2 separate regions of the Mus musculus genome follow, and region 1 is linked to region 2. The links are chromatin contacts, called in public promoter capture Hi-C maps. All regions are on one chromosome and are shown on one strand. Each heading gives the region's core, a stretch centred on a gene start, on an enhancer-like site or on the middle of the called end of the contact. The rest is flanking DNA. Distances are from core to core; before and after follow the strand shown.

Region 1 (4,199 bases), core at 530-3,029, 2.6 Mb after region 2:
CACACCCAGCTCAGTCACCACTTCTAAACGCACAGTCTCTCACTTCACATCTCTGGTCTCTTGCAGAGAAGAGCCCAAAGGAACTTTTCCTGTTTGCTTGGTTGGTTGGTTTTGTTGTTGTTGTTGTGTTGTTTTGTTTTTGTGGGAGAGGGTGGTGCTGACATCGGAAGAGAGAGTCTTGATCTTTATTTTAAGCCAAGCTTGATGTTCATTTACTGGACAAGCAAGTTACCAGTAGTTTCCCACAAATCTTCGTCATCTGCAAAAGGGAAACCAACAGCGACGGAATTTTATTACCAGGATTCACGACATACTCAGTAGACTTTAAAAACTTTTGGGGGGGGAAGGAGGGAATGTCTGGTGGTGGGTGGGACGTGCATTTAGTCCCAGCACTCAGAAGGCAGAGAGGCAGGAGGAGCTCTGTGAGTTCGAGGCCAGCCTGGTCCAGGACAGCAGGCTACACAGAGAAACCCTGTTATCAAATACCAACCAACTAGCAACGACAAAACCTTTTAACAGTTGGCAGAAAAAAAAAAAAAAAAAAAAGGGCTGGTGAGATGGCTCAGTGGGTAAGAGCACCCGACTGCTCTTCCAAAGGTCCAGAGTTCAAATCCCAGCAACCACATGGTGGCTCACAACCATCCATAACGAGATCTGACTCCCCCTTCTGGAGTGTCTGAAGACAGCTACAATGTACTTCCATATAATAAATAAATAAATCTTTAAAAAAAAAAAAAAAAACAGTTGGCAGATAGAAAGTTACAGTTTTGAACCAGGCTCGGTGGCCTGAATTCCAGCCCTGGGGAAGCTAGAAGATCAGAAATTCAAGCCCTGGCCAGGTGTGGTGGGGTACACCTTGAATCCTAGCAGTCAGGAGGATGAGACAGGAAGACCTCAGTATGCTGCAGGTCCGTGGAGACTTCAAAAAAGGAGGGTTGGATGGGGAAGAATTAAAAGAGTTGTAATTTTATGGGCTGGGATTGTAGCTCAGTGGTAGATTGATTGGTGCACAGAAACAAAGCCCAGGGTGAGCCCTGAAACCACCAAAACAATGCAACCCCCACCCCCTGCCATCTCATGGAAAAGGATTTCTGGAGCAACTGGGTTGTTTTCATTCCTGTTCAGGATGCTAATTCCATTAGATAAATTTGCAGTCTTTTCAGAATTCTCTAGGAACTTCACTTTCCCTTAGCAATATTTAGGTTCTTTCTTTCTTTCTTTCTTTCTTTCTTTCTTTCTTTCTTTCTTTCTTTCTTTCTTTCTTTCTTTCTTTCTTTCTTTCTTCCTTCCTTCCTTCCTTCCTTCCTTCCCTTTTTTTTTTTTTTTTCTTTTTTCTAAGATAGAGTCTCACTATGTAGACTAGGCTGACCAGGAGCTCAGAGAGATCCACCTGCCTCTGCATCTCTAATGCTGGGATTAAAGGTGTGTGCTGCCACGCCCAGCAATAATTACAGTTTTAAATATCCCAGATCTACAGTTGCCAGGAGCAGGGGGTAGCAGCTCACACCTCTAAATCGCAGTATTCCGGAGGTTGAGACAGTACAATATACAAAGCGCATTTCTGGCCAGGCAAAGAAATGATAAACTCTGCCTCAAAAACAAAACAAAACAAAACAAACAAAAAAAAATTCGAGGAAACAAGCCTAATAATTAAACCACACAAAAGGGGATTTTATTAAAATCAGCCACAAAAGGAGATTTTAGCATCACAATTTTGTTGAGGGTGGGACCAGAAGGGGAGGGGAACGGAAGAGGGCCTCAAGACAACAGGAAGTAGGAGGAGATTTTGAAAAGCCGGCTGAGGTCAGAGGTCTTTTGGAAGCTGGGAGAACTTTCTTTCGGAGGATTCATCTATTCTCAAGATGGAGACTGCTGGAGACAAGAAGGTGAGAACTGTTTTTACAATTTGGCTTTCCAAATGAGGGCCCCTCATTTTTGAGTATAGCCAGCCATTGTTTGGAGAAGAGAAGAATGAGCGTTACAATTTGTTACAACCTTAATTGTTTTTTTAAAAAAAATTATTATTTAAAGGCAGGTGTGTGGCTTGGCGGGCCCGCTCGAAGTGGCCTTGCGCGAGACCCTGGGGCCCGGGTGTAGATGTGTTAGGAGAGGAGGGTGTGTTTTGGAAGGAATGCTTTGTTAGGAAGGAATTTAGAATCCCGTAGCTGGTCCCGGGATAAAACAGGGTATAAACTGAGGCTTTGGGTAGCCTCGGAAGGAGTCCCCAGTTAACCTGAGAGGACCCGAGGGCTTAACCCAAAAGTGCCTGCTACAGGGCTTCCAGGCCCCTTAATTTATCCATAGGCCCTCAGAATCTATGAATTTTGACATGGCAGACCTGCTGGTTCCTAACTGTAGTAGCCAGGATAGGATGCTGAGCACTTTCCTGGACTCCTCCCCAAGAAACCGCCAGCCATTTTCATCTTTCTTTATTGTAAGAATTTTGTTAAGTCCTAAAGTGAATCCTTTATAAAGAGGTTGTGCAAAAGTAAATCTTAGTCCTTGGGAAGCCGGTCCCTATTGTGATGGGAGAGAACTGAGGTGTCAAGTAACAGGAAATGCTAAATTGTCACTTCCACAATTGCGGGGGTGGAGGAGGGGGGGGGTGGAAAAGACCTAGGTTTTGGAGCTAAGTGACCTGGTGGTTTTACTTATTTATTTAGTGAGTTATTGTTTTGTTTCTCTGTAGTCCTGGGTACCCGGGACTCGCTCTGTAAACCAGGTTGGTTTGCCTCCCGGGTGCCACCCTCTCTTTTCTTTCTGAAACAAGGTTTCTCTGTAGCCCTGGCTGTCCTGTAACTCACTCTTGTAGACCAGGCTAGCCAGGAACTGAAGAGATTCGCCTTCCTCTGCCTCCCGAGTGCTGGGATAAAGGCATGTGCCATGACCACCTGGCTTTAATAAGCTTTTAACTTTTGGCCCTCCATGTTGAAAATACAGTAGTGGTTCTGAAGTTATATAAAGATTAAATGAGGCAAGGAGTGTGTTTAGTCGTGTATATGCTGGAAGAGGCTTAATATTTGTTAGGTTTTTTTTTTTTTTTTTTGGTGTGTGTGTGTGTGTGTGTTTCTTTCTGTGCTTAGGGATTTTTTTGTTGTCGTTGTTGTTGTTCCCTTAATTAAACTGAATATTTATTATCCATCCTCAGCAATAAAAGGGAGAGGGACCCCATTCTTATGGAGTTTAAAATCAGATGGAATTAATTGACACATGGAAATGAGGTAACATGTGGTAGATTTTTGAGATTCCAGCAAAATAACCCTTGAATTGAGACTCGGAGGACAGTGAGGTGTAAGAACTGAAGGAGGAGTGGGTGGGTCCTAACACATCACCAGGCTGTTTTAACAATTGGAAACTGTCCCTAGGCCATGTCTGAGAGGCTCTGAAGGGAAATCAAGCCACGGAAGTGACAGTGCCTTTGGTACATCACTCTGGCTACAAATTTCTTTGGGTGAGCCTAGAACCAAGGACTAGGGGAAACAGTTTTTGGGTGTGAGACTACAGAGTAAGGTTTTCTTTGTCCAAGAGTGGACCACTATCCGGTTGCTTTCATTATCTTCTGTTGCTCTGTTCATACCTATTTCATCCTTTAGTTTTATCCTGTAGCCTAAGCTTGGGTAGAGGAGGCACCAAGGATGTGACAGATCCGTCACATCCTTGGTGCCTCCTCTGCATTCACTGCACAGGTGCTAATACAGCTTCAGTTTGGATTTCTTCCTTCCTTAAGACAGTCCCATAGGGGGCGGGCCTGTGGACCAAATCCCAGCACTTACCCTGAGGCAGGCGGGCCTCTGAGTTCAAGGCCAGCCTGGTCTACAAATCTAATTCCAGGACTGCCAGGGAAGCTACTTAGAGAAAAACCCTAGCTCTAAAAAACAAAGACGAAGATAGTCTTACAAGTCTGGGCTGGCCTGGCCTTGGTCCTAGCCTAGGGTTACAGTTGTATGTCACCAAGCCTGTTTCTTTTTCTATTCTTTTTTTTTTTAAGATTTTTTTTTCATTTACATTTCAAATGCTACCCCAAAAGTCCCCTATACCCTGCCCCCACCCTGCTCCCCACTTCCTGGCCCTGGCAATCCCCTGAACTGGGGCATATGATCTTCGCAAGACCAAGGGCCTCTCCTCCCAATGATGGCTGACTAGGCCATCCTCTGCTACATATGCAGCTAGAGACACGAGCTCGGGTACTGGCTAGTTCA
Region 2 (3,808 bases), core at 647-3,146:
CTTCTCTGTGGACACTTCCACTATCACACTTAGCCACTACTTGGCTGAGGTTCTTGCCCTAGCCTCAATATGTGTCCTTCTGTACGACAGGACCCCTACCCAGAAAGCATCACAAACAGGAAGGCCAGCACTGTCCCTGGGATGACAGCTGAGAACACACTTCCCCTCCCCCAAGCAGCACAGGGAATCCCTGTGTAAGTGGCTTTTGCAAATAGAGGACAGAGAAAAGAAGAGGTACTGGGACAAGAGTCCAGGGGAGACAGACCTAAAGCCAGGAGGGCAGTTTACCTTCCCAGAGATCCACTGTTTGAAAAATGTCAGTGGTCCTGACACCATAGACCTCGGCAGCTTTCAGGAACTGAGAGATTTGCTCCATCTGCTTAAAAGCCATCTTTGACTCTGAGATCTTGGGGATGGGTTCTTGCCCTGGTGGATATAAACTGTTTATCAGCTTGCACAGGACCTAAAAAGGGAGTGTGGGGGACAGAGGGTTAGTGTGTTTCCCTTTGCAATAAATGTCACAGGTCAGAAGTGAGTGGTGCATCTACACACACACACACACACACACACACACACACACACACACAGACACACACCCACACCACAGAAGACCCCCAGGGAGCCCATTCACAGACAATAGCTGACCACAATCTTGCAGCCAGAACCTAGTTCCCTCCTTGAAAATCCTGGATGATGAGGACATGATCTCCCATTCTTAATGGAGGATGCATTGGAGGCTCACGGGGAACCGGGAGGATTCTGATCTGCTCTCTGGGATCTGCTGTTTTCACTAACTCATCCTATCTAAGTTTGTGATGCGTCAAAGAACTGAATTGGGTCTTCTCAGAGACTCTTAGAAGCCAAGCCCTACGATGCCCAACAAATAGGTGGGATAGCAGTTATGTAACAGTAAATCACAGCTTGCCAGAAAAGATGGGCTTCTTTGACTTAGCTCAGCTGTCCTCCTGGAACCCAAACACACAGTATCTGGACAGAAAGGCACTTATCACATAAGGATTCCCTTCCTGTTCAGGGGAACTCATCTGCTCAAGAGATCCTGAGCACCTCCAAGGGATACAGCTTCCATGGAGGATGACAAGTTGGCTAGCCTGACCCCCTTCCTTTGTTTCACCGTGTAACCAGCTGGTTCCCTTGGGGGTAAGAACAGCCCAAGAAGGCTAAGGAGATCACACAGCAGCAGCGCTTAGCCCTACTCTGAATGGAAACATCAAAAGGGCTCCAGTTTTGCTTACAGCTCAGAAGGAAGCTTGAGTCTCATATAGGTGGAGAATCCTCTAAACTAGCTAGGAAATTGTGCAGAGAGCCCTCAGAATTGCAGCCAGCCCTGGAGAAATAAAGGCATGCTCATCTCTCCCGGTGAGACCCAGACCTTGGCAACAGGGGATCTCCCCGGGCCTCACATGGAAAGAAAAGGCCCTAGCAGGGTTTCCCTGCCCAGCGCCCCAACAACCAATATCCTTGCCCGCCTTACCGTCCCGTCCATCAACCATTTCTGAAAATGGGCCCTGCCCGGGGGCGGGTGCTCTATATCCTCAGCACACTGCAGGATGATCCAGTCCACCAGCTTGTTCTCCAGATCCGCGTCATACTTCTGCTCAATCTTCTCCTGCACCTCTCGGCTTAAGCCATAGCTCGGACCCCTGTTAGCCATCTCTGGAAGAGAAGAGAGGACACACGCGGCATCCACACAATAGCAGCCACAGGAGCCCCCGGGTTTCCTGAGAACCCGGCTGGGATGTGGCAGGGAGGCCGAACCCAGCAGCAGCAAAGCGGGCAGAAAGCCGGGCGTGGTTTAAAATCAAGGAGCCAATGAAGCCAATGGGGTTTCACCTACAAACGGGAAAGAAAAGCGCAGCCACGCGCCGCTCTGGACTCTAGAATAAAGCCCTGGCCAGCCCACGGGGGGCTGGAACCCCCCTTTCTCAGTCCTGCCTGTCAGGCAGACCGGATGATGTACATGGGACTCATTCGTGAGCATAAGCCCCCAGACAGACGGTGGGTGGTGGGCGATGGTTGCTTGCTTCCGCTCTCAGCAGCACTTTGCTAGAGATGCCCAGAGCAGGTAATTAACAGGCGGGAGAAAGGATGTCTCAACATTACGCCGCGGATGGTGCAGGAGATTGGAAGCAAGGCGCCCTGGATTTGATTTTCTCACGGCTAAGGAGGGTCAAACCAGGGCTGTTGCTAAGAGCGCCCCAAAACCAGCCCTCTCCTAGACAGGCCAGACCGCCTGCCTCCCGCTGGGAGCTTCTTTCTCTGCCGCACAATCCTTTCTTCTCCTCTGGGAAACCCAGCATTGTATCTGAGGCCCCACACAGCTGCCTGAGGGGACTTGGGCCTCTGGGAGGGTCCATTCTGCTAAGTGCCCATCTGCCAGGAATAGCCAAACCACTTTAACCTTGCACTGAAGGGACAGTTGTTACAGGACAGGATGGGGTCGGGATGGGGGTGACACTGGAAGCTGCAACCGTTTACTTAAGCTGTCAAGGCAGTTCCATCCAGAAACTTCCAACCCGTAGAAAACCTCTGGGCTTGGTTTGGCTCTATTCAAGGGATAAGTCTTATAAATGTTACTTTAAAATAAAATATATAAGACAAATTTTCTAATTAAACAGAAGTCTCTCCGTACCCTAAAAGTTTTGGTAGGTTGCATTCAGTGCACAGATATTCATGCAAGTAAAACGTTCATGAATATAAAATAAATATTTTAAATTAGTATTTTTTTAAAAGGTGAAAAAGTCTTAGAATCAGCAAGTAAACTGAGACTGGAACGTCAGACTGGCTCCAGGTAATAAAACACTGCTTTGCAAGGGTTTGAGGTTAGAGTTTTCAGTAATTTTAAGGGTCAGTTTGTAAATTCTGTCATCTTTAGTTACTGGGTTACATAAGTAAAAGTGACAAAGATGAAGTATCCAAAATGAATTGCTCTTTATTTTTGTTACACTTCCCAATAATTTATATTCTTGAAGATATTTGTATTCAAGTCTCTACAGAAGATAAACACTGTATAATTGTATGGTCCTGGGCTTTCTTCGCCACATTGCTTTCAGAGATGCCACAGCGGAAGTTTGAATCTGGTCCTGATGAGAATCCATATCCCAAGGATGGTGGCAAGTGCCAGCAGTAAAAAGCCAGTTATTAGGCACTTACCAACCTCACACTAATTTGCCATGCAAGGGAATTCGAATATTTTCAGGAGAAAGAAAACCACCAGATCATCACTGGATAAAAGGCAAGAGACTCACTCATCTGACTGATGTAGCTGAATTAATAGTGGTGCTACTTTACTGCAGAAGAACTCACAGGTAGGGTGGTATACAAAGGACAGAGGTAATAAAAGTTGGTCCTGCTACTGTCTGAGATCATTGGGCGACTGTTTTATAAGTCTGGCGCTCAGGAGAATCATCTAATGGGTAGAAACTTGAGTCATCTGCTTGGTAGGTAGGAGTTAAAACCATGAACCTGGGTGACGTTACTCAAGCAAGTAACATGAAAAGACCATCAAGGCCAGAACTAAAGGAAAATTAACATTACAAGTTGGGCGGGGGTGGGGGGGAGGGCGGAGGCCCTGAGGAATTCAGGCACCAAGTCCGAGCTGTTTGGGGATAAATAAATGATGCCATAAAAACAAGTTCAAACTCAAAAGTGCTTTAAAGAAAGAGATTGGAGCATCAGCAGAGGATTTCAAGGCAGTAAATTCTATCAATAATGCACAGGCAAAGCACTGTCATGGCAGGGACCGTAGGGACCAACCTCCTGGAGTAAGAGGGATGGGCTGAGTCAAGGG

What was found. Promoter capture Hi-C pulls out the DNA fragments that hold promoters and counts their contacts.
Region 1: a promoter capture Hi-C map of stem cell-derived epiblast-like cells shows a contact between it and region 2, with 4 times the contacts expected there. The contact joins the promoter of Dppa4 here to the promoter of Tagln3 in region 2. A contact is called at or near these places in 4 of 39 promoter capture datasets (embryonic stem cells, hippocampal neurons, liver and 1 more).

The regions. Positions count from the first base shown.
Region 1 is chr16:48,281,956-48,286,154 of GRCm38.p6, forward strand. Dppa4 (developmental pluripotency associated 4) reads left to right here and starts at 1,780. Exons shown (of 7, transcript NM_028610.2): 1 at 1,780-1,886. The coding sequence starts at 1,863.
Region 2 is chr16:45,722,635-45,726,442 of GRCm38.p6, forward strand. Tagln3 (transgelin 3) reads right to left here and starts at 1,897. Exons shown (of 4, transcript NM_019754.3): 1 at 1,493-1,897; 2 at 289-463. The coding sequence starts at 1,672.